Linked DNA regions of Ovis aries: region 2 is linked to region 1. The links are chromatin contacts, called in public Hi-C maps. All regions are on one chromosome and are shown on one strand. Each heading gives the region's core, a stretch centred on a gene start, on an enhancer-like site or on the middle of the called end of the contact. The rest is flanking DNA. Distances are from core to core; before and after follow the strand shown.

Evidence for each region. Hi-C and Micro-C count contacts between places; a contact is called where the count stands out from the background.
Region 2: a contact with region 1 is called in a Hi-C map of muscle, with 2.2 times the contacts expected there. The contact joins the promoter of ME3 here to the promoter of PRSS23 in region 1. A contact is called at or near these places in 3 of 16 Hi-C or Micro-C datasets (muscle, omental adipose tissue and tail adipose tissue).

What each region holds. Positions count from the first base shown.
Region 1 is chr21:8,278,894-8,286,071 of ARS-UI_Ramb_v3.0, forward strand. PRSS23 (serine protease 23) reads right to left here and starts at 3,659. Exons shown (of 2, transcript XM_004019398.5): 1 at 3,557-3,659. LOC121817470 (a long non-coding RNA gene) reads left to right here and starts at 3,976. Exons shown (of 4, transcript XR_006057383.1): 1 at 3,976-4,503.
Region 2 is chr21:8,415,895-8,423,072 of ARS-UI_Ramb_v3.0, forward strand. ME3 (malic enzyme 3) reads left to right here and starts at 3,779. Exons shown (of 14, transcript XM_042238349.2): 1 at 3,779-4,006; 2 at 4,358-4,555. The coding sequence starts at 4,373. It overlaps LOC132658336 (a long non-coding RNA gene), which reads right to left and starts at 4,557. Exons shown (of 2, transcript XR_009597802.1): 1 at 4,337-4,557.

The sequences.
Region 1 (7,178 bases), core at 2,409-4,908:
ATGTTAAAAGAAACTGTGATTCAGATTTAAAAATTAATGCAGGTCAAATTATTCCAAATTGATTTGGTTTTGAAATACCTGATCAGAAGCTGGAAGATAAAGTGATATGTTCTCAGGTCCCCCCTGGGTTTAAACTGACAACGGTATTAAAGTTACAAGCTTCATAAGTTGCTTACTCTCTTACCAAATGTATGTTTAGGATGGTTTAGAAATTGTTTTGAACAATGATCTCTTAGTCTTCTAGGTCTGGTTTTTCCAGGAGCCTTTCCCCTTCCCCAGGAACTTTTACTCAAAGAATTGTGGAAGGTGGAGGTACAAGGGGAAACGAAAAGGAAAATTTATCATGCTAGTCTCTAGCCTGTCTGGATGACAAGATTCCCCTTATCTGTTTGCAAAGGAAACCAAGGCCTCCAGCAGAGGGCGGCTTTCAAGAATGAGTGGAGGATGGCTAGGTGAGAAACCTCTTAGAAAAGTTCCCAGAGGGGGTGAGTGAGGATGTGTGTGCACAGTGGTGTTGGGGGACAGACAACAAGCTACTTCCACTCAGGGCCTTTCCTAAGGCATTCACACCTTGCCCTGACTCCTCCCCTATTAATAAAACACTTTAAAATTAGCTTGGTGATTTTGCATTAATTTCTCCATTCACCTGATACTGGAATAATTCCCCAGGAGACAATTATTGTTTCCATTTTTATAAACTCTAGGTAAACCTTCACTACGCCCATTTCATTTATTTAAACATAAACACTCTAAGATGAACACATTCATAATCTCACTACTGGAAAGGTAACTCATGGGTACATAATTTTTAATTCTCTCCTGCCTTTACCAATGGCTCACTTTATCCTCGTAGAACTGTCTGGAAAACTCACACCTTAGAAAAGAATGAAGATTTCCAAATCTTATCCTTGTATCTAACTCTCGATGAGGAAGATTCAGGTCTATAACATTTCATTTCTAGGACTAAGCCTTTACTGGATAAGGAGTCCTTTGATACAGAATTATCTTTGAACGTTCCCAACTGAGTATTTCCATGCATCACTTGACCTAAATGACAAAGCAGAACGGAAAATGAAGGTAAGCAAATATTTTCTGGCTGTGCTTAGTAATATGGAAACAGTATTCCTTTTCCAGCTCTGTATATCTGACTCTCAAGAGGGTTACACTTTCCATGTTCCATCATTCACCATGAGCCACTGTCCTGCTATCCACTGTCTTAAAATATTTATATGTTATGAAGATGCTGCCACTTGGTAAGTGCACGGATAACCTCACAGGGCGGGGACGCTGCTCGCTGCTCATGATCAGCTGTGCACACCACAGTGCTGCCTGGAGGCTGTGGGCAGAGACGCTCTCCCAGTTCTGCACCTCGAAAACTGCAGCAACACGCATCTCCTGCAGAGGGCAAATGTTCGGGAACTGTGATATAACTTCTACAGCAAACAAGTGTTGGCAGGGAAGATCTAATCCTCAGGGTATAAGTTCTCTGTTGTACAACATCTGAATTCCTGGGACCACTATAAACAGTAATGACAGAAAGAAAGAGCAGGCAAGTTTGTGAGGATAAAAGCTCTGGATGACATTCGGAAGGATGGTGGAGGGTTTTTTCTGTGGCCAGGGATACTGAACAGTAAAACCATGCTAATTCCTAAAGCAAATAGCTAAAAATGAACAAAGCTCTGGTAACACTCCGCAGCCAGGCACGCTCTCGTTTTCCTGAGGCACTGAACCTGTTAAAGGGAAACAAACCTAATCACATAATGGTTTAAGAATTACAGTCTTGTACAGGAAAGAAATGCAGGGTATTTACAAGCCCAGCCACCTTAAACATCATCTTGTGGTCAAACGACGTTTAACTTCGTCTCTATCAGATTTCAGGCAAAATGAACCACCCCAGTGAGCCTGGGACAAACCTGGCAGCAGAATAAGAATAGTAGAAAATGGTCAATGGTAAGACCCTGAGAAAAGAATTCCCTAGGGTCAGGGAGAGTTATGCATGAATAATGGCCAGTGGATTCAGTCCTAAGGGAGCTATGAGAAAAGATGTTCAGGAGAACCTGAGACTCTTAAACACTGCAGACAGGGGCCGGTAATGTTCTCAGGCCCGCTAATGGGAACTTTGGCACTTATACTACAGACAGAAGAATGCACCCACATTCACTATCTACCTGAATAAGTTGTCACTGTTACAAAAATGAGGTCCATATTAATTACCTTGGAAAAATGCTTCCGTTCCAGTTCAGGCGTGGGAAAGCATGACAAGTTATCACCTGACTTTATTTAAGTGGGAAAAATACAGGTGAAACAACTTATTCAAATGCAGATGGTGTGCATATGATCACAAACGCTTTCACAAGTACATATAGTGGCTTTTGTGGCAGTTTCTGCTTCTCCACTCTACCTCCAATCCACCCCTGTCTAACAGACCTCTTGAGAGGTGCACGTATAAAGTCTATTTTAAATGCTCTATGCACAAGTATGATTCTGAAACAAGTGTAGTAAATAGCTTGGTATTAATTTGGCTTTCAGCTTTTGGCCACAGCTGCCTTCAAACCACAAATTCAACTCTTTATCACAGGGCCTCCTCGAAACGATACTGACACTGGCCGATCTGCGCCAATCCTTCGCGGATCTCCTCCTAAGGAGCCGCACAGGGACCACTCAAGTTCAGTTCCAGGAACTAACAGAAGGCAGCCCTAGCCAACAGGGATCCCGAACAACCAGGAGCTTTCCACCAGCTAGGCGCTATTTCTGAAGTCTCACGGGTGTCACCCAAAAGGCAATAAAACAAACAGGATTTTTATCAGCTGCTTTCTCATGAGATGTTTGAAAGCAAGCCGAATTTGTATTCCGAAGAGGAGTGGGAGTTATCCTTCATCTAAATTATTCTTCTCGCTCTTGTGAAATATTTTTAAAAACTTCTTTCAGCTTTTATTTAAAAATGAACCCACGAAGAATGTCCACACGCTGAAGAGGAAAGATTTGCTTCCAAGAACTGTTGCTAGTTCACACAGCGGTTCCTAGCGCAGCGCACGGCCATCAGTCACAGCGCCAGAGAAGAGGGCCTTTTCTCCGACCTGTTTGCTGCCCTCTCCTTGCTTGCCAAGGTGTGTTCACAGTTACATGCCCAGGGTAAAAAATTAACTTGCAGACCTTGCTGGAATTGCAGACCTTGCTGCAAAACTCAAGGGAAAAAGTAAGTGTGTGTGTGTGTGTGTGTGTGTGTGTGTGTGTGTGTGTGTGTGCGCGCGCGAGCATGCCCAGAGCAGGCTTCTTTTCTATTCCCACCCAGCATCCGAGATGGTAGCTGCGAAAACTTGCTTTTCCCCACTCCATCCGCGGGTGACACCGTGGAAATCCAAACGCCCTGCGGGTCTCGAGTCTCCGTGGAGCTCCCGCAGGCCGCGGGTCCCAGCCCTCGAGCCCCGAGGGTGGCCGAAGCGAGGTCTCCGGGGCCCCCGCAGCCCGCAGTGCCCCTGCCTTGAGCGCAGAGGCCCTCCCTTTGTCCGGTGCCCCCCGCCCCGGGCCGGCGCCCCTCGCCCGCGCCCGCACTCACCCGCGCCGGGTGGCCCGCCGGGCCCCGGCTCGCCGCGCCGCTCAGACAGGTGTGGGCGCCGGGAGGGCGCGCGCAGCTCCCATGCCGGCTCTGCGGCGCGACCAAGTGCGAGCGGGGCGGGCGGGCCGGGGAGCCCGGCCGGCGGCCGACGGGTCCGCCCCCTGCGCGTCCCAAGCCGGCCGCCCCGCCTCCGGCCTCGGGGACGCCGCGCCCCCGCCGCCCGCGGCCCGCCCCCCGCCCGCGGCCCCGCCCCTGCCGCCCCCGAGGCCCCGCCCCTGCCGCCCCCGCGGCCCCGCCCCTGTCGCCCCCGCGGCCAGAGGCTGGCTCGGGGCTGCAGGACGGCGGCGCGCGGCTCAGCGCAGGTGGCCCCCGGCGCTCCCCTGTCCCGGCTTCGCCGCGCTTGCCCGCGCCGGCTCCCGGGGAGCCCCCTGCCGGAGCAAGCCCGAGGCCTTTGCTGCCGGCCCGCCGCCTCCTGCTCGGAAAAACCAGCCCCCTCAAAGTCGACAGCCTAGCGCCGGGGCTCTGGGCCACACCTGGTGTGCGCAGAACCCCTCCGCGAGTTTGCAGAGTTGGAAGCAAATCCTGTGCGCTCCTCACCCCACATGCACTTTTGAGAGTTTTCAGAGTCTTTAGGTGATGCCCGAGCTCCTTCCCGCTTCACCCAGCCTCTGGGGACCCCCCCAGGGGCGGAAACCTGCCTCCCGGTGGCAGGACCGCCCAGGCTTTGCATCCCCTCCGGCTGCACCCAGAGCGGGGCCCCGGGCCCGGAGCGCGGCTGGGGCGAGGCAGCTTCGAGGGACCGGCTGGTTGGGGAGCCCACCGGCCTCGACTCTTTATCGGGGCGCCAGCGGGTGGAGCCACCTCCTCGCCCAGTGGGTCAGCTTCCCTGAGTCACTGCAAGGGACCCACGGTTCAGCTGGAGAAAGTACTGATTACCCCTCTGACAGGTAAGGCCCAGGAGGAGGGTTTTCTCAGTTGAATGACTTGCCCCAATGCACTAAGGTCACGTTTTTTTCTTCTATGAAGCCATTTAGCCTGCCTTTCCTTTCTCCCACCCATGTGTTAGTTCCTCAGTCATGCCAGACTCTTTGCGACCCCATGGACTGTAGACCCCCAGGCACCTCTGTCCATGGGATTCTCCAGGCAAGAATACTGGAGTGGGTTGCCATGCCCTCCTCCAGGGGATCTTCCTGACCCAAGGATCGAACCCTCATCTCCTGTGTCTCCTGCATTGCAGGCGGATTCTTTACCGTCTGAGCCACCAGAGAAAGAATTTCTCCCACCAAAGCCTGCTGTCAAAAAGAGAGGGGTCTCACAGGCTATTTCACACCAGTGTGTTAATGACAGACCCAGGGTGCTCGCATTTGTCACTGATGTGCTTGTCACTGTTGGTGATTCTAAAACCTGAGGGCACTGTGTTAAAGGCAAAAGTATCTTCAGCCTCCGCAGGCTTGGCTTAAATTATTTTCTTTCAAAATGTTGCATTGCTAGCTATAAATATAAAACCAGATATAAACTTGTGTTATAGCTTTTGAACAAGCCAGGAATAAAGCAAAAATAAATTTGTACATCAAATATAAAGTCCTTCTCCCAGAACTATAAAATTTAAATTACTGATGTTTACTCAATAGAACTCGCCTGCCAACTCAGGAGGCATAAGAGACTCTGGATTGGATCCCTGGGTCAGGGAGATCCCCTGAGGATGGTGTGGCAACCCACCCCAGGATTCTTGCCTGGAAAATCCCCTAGACAGAGGAGACTGGTGGGCTGCAGTCCATAGGGTGGCAAAGAGCCGGACAGATGGGAGTGACTTAGCACGCCTGCACGCAGCTGCTGCACGCGTCGTGTATCTTTGGCCCGGAAGTGAGTACGTCCGGGTTCTGGTGGCTCTACCAGTCTTATGGTGTGGCCAGTGCCCTGTACTGAGTCACTTTTCTCACCTCTTTCCTCCCTTCCAGCTACGTCCCTTCTGTTCACACCCTGTGTCATTGTAATAGTTGACTTTCACTTGAGTTGCATGTATCATTCGAGATTAACTTCGTGCTGTCCCTTTCTTATTAGTGTAATGAGGAGGGTGGTGACTGCTGGTGTCAAGGCAGAGCTCACAGAGGCACTGAGATCACAAGGCAGTCCTTGGTATCAGGCGGTTATCCCAGTGACCCAGAATGTGTTTATGTTCATTTTTAAAAATCATAACTATGAAAAAATTAAATTATGGGTCTCCAAGGGTCTATAGCTCCCAACTAGAGAAACACTGTTAACAGTCAAACACCTCACTTAGTAGAAGAACCAGGGAAGGAATTAGAAGGAGAAAAAGCGGGAAGAGACTTACAAAGCACCTATCAATGCAAGGCACTGTGAGCAGTCCCAGGGAAACTCAAACTGGGGCTCTGTGATATCCAGAGGGGCGGGGTGGGGTGGGAGGTGGGAGGGAGGCTCAAGAGGGAGTGGACCTATGTATACCTGTGGCTGATCCATGTTGATGTATGGCAGAAACCAACACAACATTGTAATCATCCTTCAATTAAAAATAAATAAATTAAAAAATATTTTTTTTAAAGAGATGGCCACAGGAAGGCAATCCAGGAACGTAATTAAGAGCATGCCAGTAACATTCAACTATATGAGTACTAGTTCAGGGTCTGCCACTTACCGGTTGTGTAGCTTTTGTAACTTTTCTGCACCTCAGTTTCCTCTTCTGTAAAATGGTGACTACCTCATAGTATTGTTTGAAGGGCTGAATCAGTTGAAACACAGGAAGGCTTAGCACGTGGCCTGACACATAGTAAACCCTTCATGAATGTTAGCTCTTGTTGTATCTGTTATGCACAGAGACAATGCCTTCACTCTGCTTTGGAGCACTGTACTTTAGGACCACCTCAGCTGAATTTGATATTCACTGCCCATTTGCTTTGACAGTTAAATATATATATATGTATGTATGTGTATATATATAGATAGATACTTGGCTGGCCAGGCTTCAGTTGCAGCACACAGTAACTTTGCTCTTCGTTGTGGCATGATGGACCTTTAGTTGAGACATGTGAGCTCTTAGTTATGACATGTGGGGTCTAGTTCCCTGACCAGGGATCGAACCCAGGCCTCCTTCACTGGGAGTGTGGAGTCTTAGCTACTGGACCACCAGGGAAATCCCTGTCCTGGCAGTTTTTGAAATTCCATTGTCACCAGTTTGGGGAGGTAGCATCTTAGAGAACAGGGTAATTTCCCCATCATTCTGAGAGGGAAACTGAGGCACAGAAGGACCCGAGAGCACCTCCCTCTCCTGTCTCCTCTCCCAGAACCAGCCTCAGGCCTCCTGCCCTGCCCAGACAGGACTCACCATGTTTTTGTTTGCACAAGCTCCACCCCCTTCTCTTGCTTCCAGGAGCTGTCGGTAGTAAAACGGGAGGATGCTACCAGGCCCTAAGGTCGTTGCTGTGATTGCCACATGGACCGCAGCAAAAGCAGAGCTGCAGAGGACTTTGATTCAAAGAGAAATGCCCTGTGTAGCAGGTGTCCTCATGCCAAACCTAGATATTTGTTTTTATATTTGCCCAACTCCCGATATGAACAAAAAAATACCACCAGAAAATCCAAAACCCACATTGTTTAAGAACTCAGT
Region 2 (7,178 bases), core at 2,529-5,028, 140 kb after region 1:
AGCAATGGGATTAGCTGAAAAATAATGAATTTTAATGCACCTTCATTTCTTTGTTTTAAACCTATAGGTAGAGTCATTAAAATCTGCTTACAAAAGACAAGTCATCTTGCTTTGAGACAGTCAACTGAACTAAAACCCTAAGCTGCTTTGACACCCTTTTACCAATGCACCAAATTTGTTTTTAACAAGTCCAGCTCTTAGAAGGATATGCACAAATTTGATTCATATATGTTTTATTTAATTCATCAGACTGGTTGCATTCTCACTGTTAGGTACTATCCTAGGTACTGGAGATGCAAAGAATCATAAATGGTGGTTCCACTCCTCAAGGAACTCAGTATAGTGCTGTAGAGCAACAGATAGATATGCAAGTCTCTGCAATCAGAATGAAAGAGTAAAGGTCCTAAGTGCACTGGGAATATGGGAACCTTGGCCAGGGAGGATGCGAATGGGACTCCTTTCCTTCCACTCCAGGAAGCAGCATCACAACCACAACTTCTGACAGTAGACAGAGCACGGGATGTGAAGGCAAAGAGACGGAGACAACTTTTACAGAGACTCATGAGTTCTATAGTGCAGAATCAGACCACAGGGACCACGGGGCTGGTTTGCTAAGGAAGTCAGAGTAGTATGGAGCTGAAAAAGTTCTGAAACATGTCCATAGCCCTGAATCTGTCCTCTGTAATCCTATGTTCAGCTCTAAAATTAAGGAAGACGCCAGGAAACCAGAGAGGGAAGCCACACCTGCCGGTAATAATTGTGAACAGTTTCTGAGCATACACTCCATTGCAAACACTTTCCTATAAAATGAGTATTATATCCAGACCAGTAGTAGCCACTAGTTCCCAGGACCCATTCTCCCATTGTTCTTTTAGTAGTAGACGCCCCCACTGAGCTTTAGCAGAGGGTGTTCATGCCTTTCTGCTAGAGACAGTATTCCCAGGCTTCCTGGTAGCTGATGGGACTGCATGACTTCCATTTCACCTGCAGAACGCGAGTAGATGTCACATGAGCCATATCCACATCATTTCCCTAAAGCAGTGGCCTCAACTTCCTCCTCCTCCTTTTCACATTCATGCTTCTGCAGAGAGACGGACAGCACCCGAGAGAAAGAACCTGTGTGAGGAACAGGGCAGCCCTGTCCTCATCACTACTTTCTGCCATTCCACCTAGTGAACCTGCCTTTAGCACCTTTTTTTTTTTTTTTTAACTTGGCCAAAGATCAACACCTGTGATAGAAAAACAATATTGTTAGGCTTACATCTGGGCTAAGGGAATATAGCACACATGAGAGAATCTTAGACATAAGCTGCATGTGCTCTAGTGAAGAGATTTATAAAAGTCACACTGGCTTATTTGGGAACATTTGTCTACATCCTGGTTTCTAGTTAAGTTTCAAATGACTGAGGTTACCTATTCAATGTCCTCCAGGTGAGAAAATGATCATTGTATTGAGGAAAGTTAGAATCATTCAAAGGTTTTGGATGATTTACTACATGCCAGGTACCAAAGATGGAAACACACACATACACATACATTCTCTCTCCCCCCACCACCCCCCGCTCAAGATGTTTGCTGATGGTAGGAAGATTGGCAAATATAAAAACAGTGTTGACAGGAAAGTATCAGCTAAAAATACTCTGAGTTGCAAGCAACCAAAAATCTGACTAAAATAGGTTTAAGGGGTAAAAAAAGGATCAGTTATGTGTTTATGTAAATGTACAGTCCGAGAGTAAACCAGACTACAGGCATTTAAACCCTACTGAATTGGAGTTTCTGTAGTTGCGGGGGGGGGGGGGTCTGTAAATCTGTATCTTGCCCCTCACCCCATCCCCCTATCAGGTAATTTCAATTCTGATTTGGAAAGTACTATTTTTATATAGATTCAGTTCAGTTCAGTCTCCCAGTCGTGCCCGACTCTGCGAACCCGTGGGCTGCAGCACGCCAGGCTTCCCTGTCCATCACCAACTCCTGATCTAGATTACTGAGCTGCAAATAGCAGGTTGGACTGGAAAGGGGAGAGAATGAAGGGGGCGATGGCTGTTTCTCAAGGAGAGGAGGGAATCCTGAATCCATGCAAGGGCAGCCCAGAGTCCTAAGATATCTATTCGGTACTCAGAACAGAGTCAGAGCACACATTCTGAAGGCCGCTTACATGGAAGGTTTGAAGGGTAGTGTAGAGGACCAGGCCACCTGTCCATCAATCTGAGGGTTCACAGTCCATGGAAGTGACTGCCACTTCTGTTCCGTCACCCAACAGCTATTTATTATGCAACTATGTACCAGGCGGCTTCCCAGGTACTGGCATCTTCCCAGGCTTAGCAGGCGTCTTCTGCCTGCCAAATAGGAAACGTGGGTTCCATTCCTGGGTGGGAAGATCCCCTGGAGGAGGGCATGGCAACACACTCCAGTGTTCTTGCCTGGAGAATCCCATGGACAGAGGAGCCTGGAAGGCTACGGTCCACAGGGTGGCAAGAGTCAGACATGACTTAGTGACTAAACAACAACAAATGTACCAGGCACTGAGCTAGAAGTGAGGATACAGGGGTTTACAGGCAAAGAGCCTTTCCCCATGAAGCTTACATTCTAAGGGAAGACAGACAATAAACAATTAGAAGACAAGCTAATTACTAGATGTGTTAAATTTTAAGAAAGGAAAAACTCCTTCATGACCATAGTCCCTAATGGAGGCTAACACTGGATGGAGAAGAGGAAAGGTGTTCCAGTTGAAAATTTAGTGGAGACTTGAGCACCTCATGAGAAGAGTTAACTCACTGGAAAAGACTCTGATGCTGGGAGGGATTGGGGGCAGGAGGAGAAGGGGACGACCGAGGATGAGATGGCTGGATGGCATCACCGACTGGATGGACATGAGTCTGAGTGAACTCCGGGAGTTGATGGACAGGGAGGCCTGACGTGCTGCGATTCATGGGGTCGCAAAGAGTCGGACACGACTGAGCGACTGAACTGAACTGAACTGAGAGCAGGAGCACTCCAAGCTCTTAGCAAGTGCAAAGGCCCTGAGGTGTCAGGGAGCTGGCCCCAGGCGGAAACACAGGGAGGAGGAGTCTGTGTGGCTAGAGCTCAGAGAGACGGAGACAAGAGTAAAAAGGAAGTCGCAGCAGCCAGGATAACTACAGGATAACACGTGAGCACCAAAAAGAGTCTGGGTTTTACTGCACACCCACTGAAAAGTTCGTGTTAAAGAGGGACTTGCTGGTTACTGGGTGGAAAACATCTACCATTAATTCAGGACTGAGACAGACGCCCAAGGTTCTTATCTGCTCCCAATAATTCATGTCTTAGTAACTCGTGACCCTGTATTAGCGCTGTCCGCTAGAACTTTCTACAAAGATGGAAATGTTCCGTATCTGTGCTGTGCTGTGCTGAGTCCCCCAGTCGTGTCCAATTCTGCGACCCCACGAACTGTAGCCTGCCAGGCTCCTCTGTAAGGTCCAAAGCTACTATGGACAGGTGGCTCTTGAGCTCGTGACACGTGGCTAGTGCGCCTAAGGAACTAGAGTTTAAATATTATTCCATTTAAAGTAGCTTGTTTAAGGGTATAGAGCCACGTGAGGCTAATGGCTATATACTTGGCAGCCCAATGCAGCTCAGAGATGGGTGCCTGAGGGTTTTAACTCCTTGTCGGGAAGCCAAGGGCCTCCTGGACCAAATGCTGGGGCTGTAAGAAGGTCCATTGACACCTAAACGCTGAGCCCGCTCTGTGCGCTCGCCTTGTCAAGACAGAGCGGCTCGCGGCGCATCCTGAGCTTCCTTTACAGTCGGCGCGGAGGCAAGCGAACGCGGCTGTGCGGCGCCCCCGGGGAAGCCCCGCGCGGCGCGCAGAGGTTTGGGGACTCGCCTCGCAGGGCGCACCCGCTTCCGCGCTCTCGCGGCCGCCGGCGCGGTCCAGCCATTGGCAGGAGACGAATAACGGCCCCGCAGCGTCTCGCCCCGCCTGCCCCGCAGCGGGGCCGCATAGACAGCGGCTCCCGGCGCAGCACAGGTAGGCTGGAGAAGCCGGGGAGACCGAGGCGCGCCATCGAGCGGACTAGGAGGTTTGGGGACCCTCCTCGCTGCTGGGTCGCCGCTGCCTCTCTGCGGGGATGGAGGCGGGCGAGGCGCGGGCTGCCGCCCGCACCGTATCTGCTTCCTGAGCTTGCTTTCGCTTCGGCCCGGCTCACCCAGGCCTGAGCCTCGCCGCTGAGCCGCGAGAGCCGCACGGGGGGCCGCGGGGGAGGGGGGGCGCCTGCGCCCCGGCGGGACCCCCGCCCTCTCCCCGCGCACGCGTGCCTGGCCGCGCGCGGGTCCTGGCCGGCCCGAAGGGCCCCCTGACCTTGGTGTCTCCCCGTGCCAGGTCTGCGCCAGGACCATGGGCGCCGCGCTGGGCACCGGCGCGCGGCTGACTCTCCGGCCCGGCCGGGCCTGCGGCGCTGTCCGGAGCTGGCCGACCCCCGCTCCCGCCCGAGGCTGCCACTCCAAGGCCCGCCCGGCGCGCCCCGTGCCGCTGAAGAAGCGGGGGTACGATGTCACCAGGAACCCGCATCTCAACAAGGTAACCGGGAGAGGGTAGGAGGGCCCAAGCCGCTCTCCCGGGGCTGGCGGGATGGGCGCCCCGCCCCCGGGGCCCCGGGAGGATCCTCCCAGACGCCCTTCCAGGGGAAGCTTGGTGTAACTCGGTTTGGCTTTTTAGCGCCCCTCTTCTGCTTGCAAAGAGGTCACCAATAATGCGGAAGCCTGATTTCTTCACGAACAACTATAGACTGGGTTGAGATCCTCTTAACCATTCGGACTTGGAGTCAGAGCTCACCTTGATGCTTGCTGATTCTGTTGATTTGGGGCAGTTCATTGAACCTCTGGCCGTCCAAGTTTCCTTATCTGTAAAAGCGAAACAGTTGGGTCGGGAGGGTTGTGAGATTTAAAGAGAAAACAGAGATAGCGTTCTTAGCCCAGTCCTTGACACCCAATGAGAACAAATATCAGCTAAGGTTCTAATTATTCTGAGAAAAAGATTTTTAATTTGAGCCGGCACAAGAAAGTCTAGAATTATGGAACATTCAGACCTTGAAAAGGCCTCAGAGATCCTAATTCAAACCTTTCCCTTTACAAATGAGAAAACAAGACAAAAGAAAAGCTTCTTTTGGTGACCAAGGTCACCAGCTAGTTAGCTCTGACTCTGCCACTGAAATCTGGGTCTGGATCTCTGGTGCTTGGGTCAGATTCAGCCCACTGCTGACACAGTGCTTAAGGGCACACACATCTGTTTCTGGGAGTGGAGTTTAGTACCATTGGTGTTAAAATCGAGAGGCCTGGGTTTAAAGCCTGTCTCCCAACACCGCCTCATATTAACTTGGACCTCTCGTTTAATTTCTCTGAGGTTCCACTTTCTCCAGCTTAAAGTGGATGTTATGACAGACCCACCATCCCTACCACATTCACCTTTGTGACAATCAGATGAATTCCTGAATTTGATTTTGACAGTATATAAAGTGCTAGGTAAAGAAGCAGTTACTGCCAAAAAAAATTCTTCATAATTTCTTTGAATCAGGATTGTGAAATTCAAGTGAGGAAATAGTTGTGGAAAATGTGTTTTTGAGAAATAGGAACAATTATCTAGATGCTAAGTATTGTTTCCTGCAGAATTAATAGAAGAAGCTAAGAAAGAAAATTTCTCTCTGAACCTCCACCTGTCACACTATGATCCCTGCTCCCCCCTCCAAGAAACCCTAAATCCTTTGTGTATTACTACTTTGGGATAGGTAAGGTGTTTTACCAACTACGACTTACTTTGTTGGCAGGTGTTAGGAAACTCAAACTAGCCTAGCGAATAAAAGCCTTCTGTAACTGAATGTCCAGAGGAAGAAAGCACTGCAGGGGAGTTTGACTCAGCAGTCCAGATCGCATCCTTACAGATGCAGGCTCTCCGGCTGCCTGCTCGGCTATTGCGTTGTCCACTGCATCTTCAGGTTCCCTCAGGGGGAGTCTCTCACCCCGTTGCTGCCACAGGCCCCCGCCTCCTGTTCTGCCATCTCACCATCCAGAGATTGAAAGGCACTCGCTCCTGGTGGCGCCTGCAGAAGAGAAAGGACACTCTCTCCGAAGGCTCAGGAAAGGAGTCTTTCTGTCCCATGGGCTCTAACTGGACTCCCTTCTACTTTCAAACCGATCACTATGACTTCAGTCAGTCAGCGTTCACCCCTGAATTTAAAGATGGACTTTAGGTTAGGGGTACCCATACCAGCTGGTTTAGAATAAAGGGGAAGTGTCCCAACCCCTCCCCTCCCCAAGCAAATCTGTATATTGTCATCAGAGGGAGGAAGGGTAGGTGCTGAAAGCAAAATAATAAATTCCCACTACTGACTCTGACTGTTTTAACAATAATAGCTTTAGAAGGACTAGCGTATTTGAATTAGCCCTGAATTTTTATGAATAGTTTAAAAAAAAATGAAAGAAGGACTTGAATGTCTTTTTTTATTTTAGCCTTAGGTTTATGGTTTCCTGAAAGCATTCTTGCCCTTGTCCTTTGTCCCTGATATAATTTTTTTCCCTCCTAAGTAGGATAAATGAGACATTATTCATAAATCTAGGGACCTGACCTTTTCATGAAGTTAAAGAGTTTTTGTATATCCTTGAAGTCAGCTGATGCTAGCCTGGGCTGAGAAGAGTATCTAGGGTGATGCTGAGAGAGCCTGTGGCCTCCCCCATTTGCCCTTGGGGAGGGAAGGGAGACCACGGAGGAAGCAGCACTGCCTGGGCACTGCCCCACATTTCCTCCTGGGGTGCCACCCTCTCACTGTCCTGCTGATGTCCAGCGCTCGGGCAATCTCCAGGGAAGGCTTGAAAGCTTGACACTTTCCATCAGCCAGGTGGGGAGACTTGCTGAGTTCAACAGAACCACTGAGATTATCACTAAGAAAACAAGAAAAGGGTGGCTTTGAAAGGCAGACATCCTTAGTGGGCAGCCCTGTGGGTGGATTTGTTTTCTGCTAGACTCAGAGCTCCTCCAGGGCAGGGACCAAGTTTCCCGCATTTGTGGCTGGCACTGGGCAGTTCCTGAAGGCTGTAACAAGGGCGTGACCGTGAAGACTAACATTACGGTCTTGGAACATGTGCTTTGTGGGCGAGGCATTTAAGTTGAAGCTTGAGGGCCGGGGTCATCAGGAGATGGAATTCCCCTA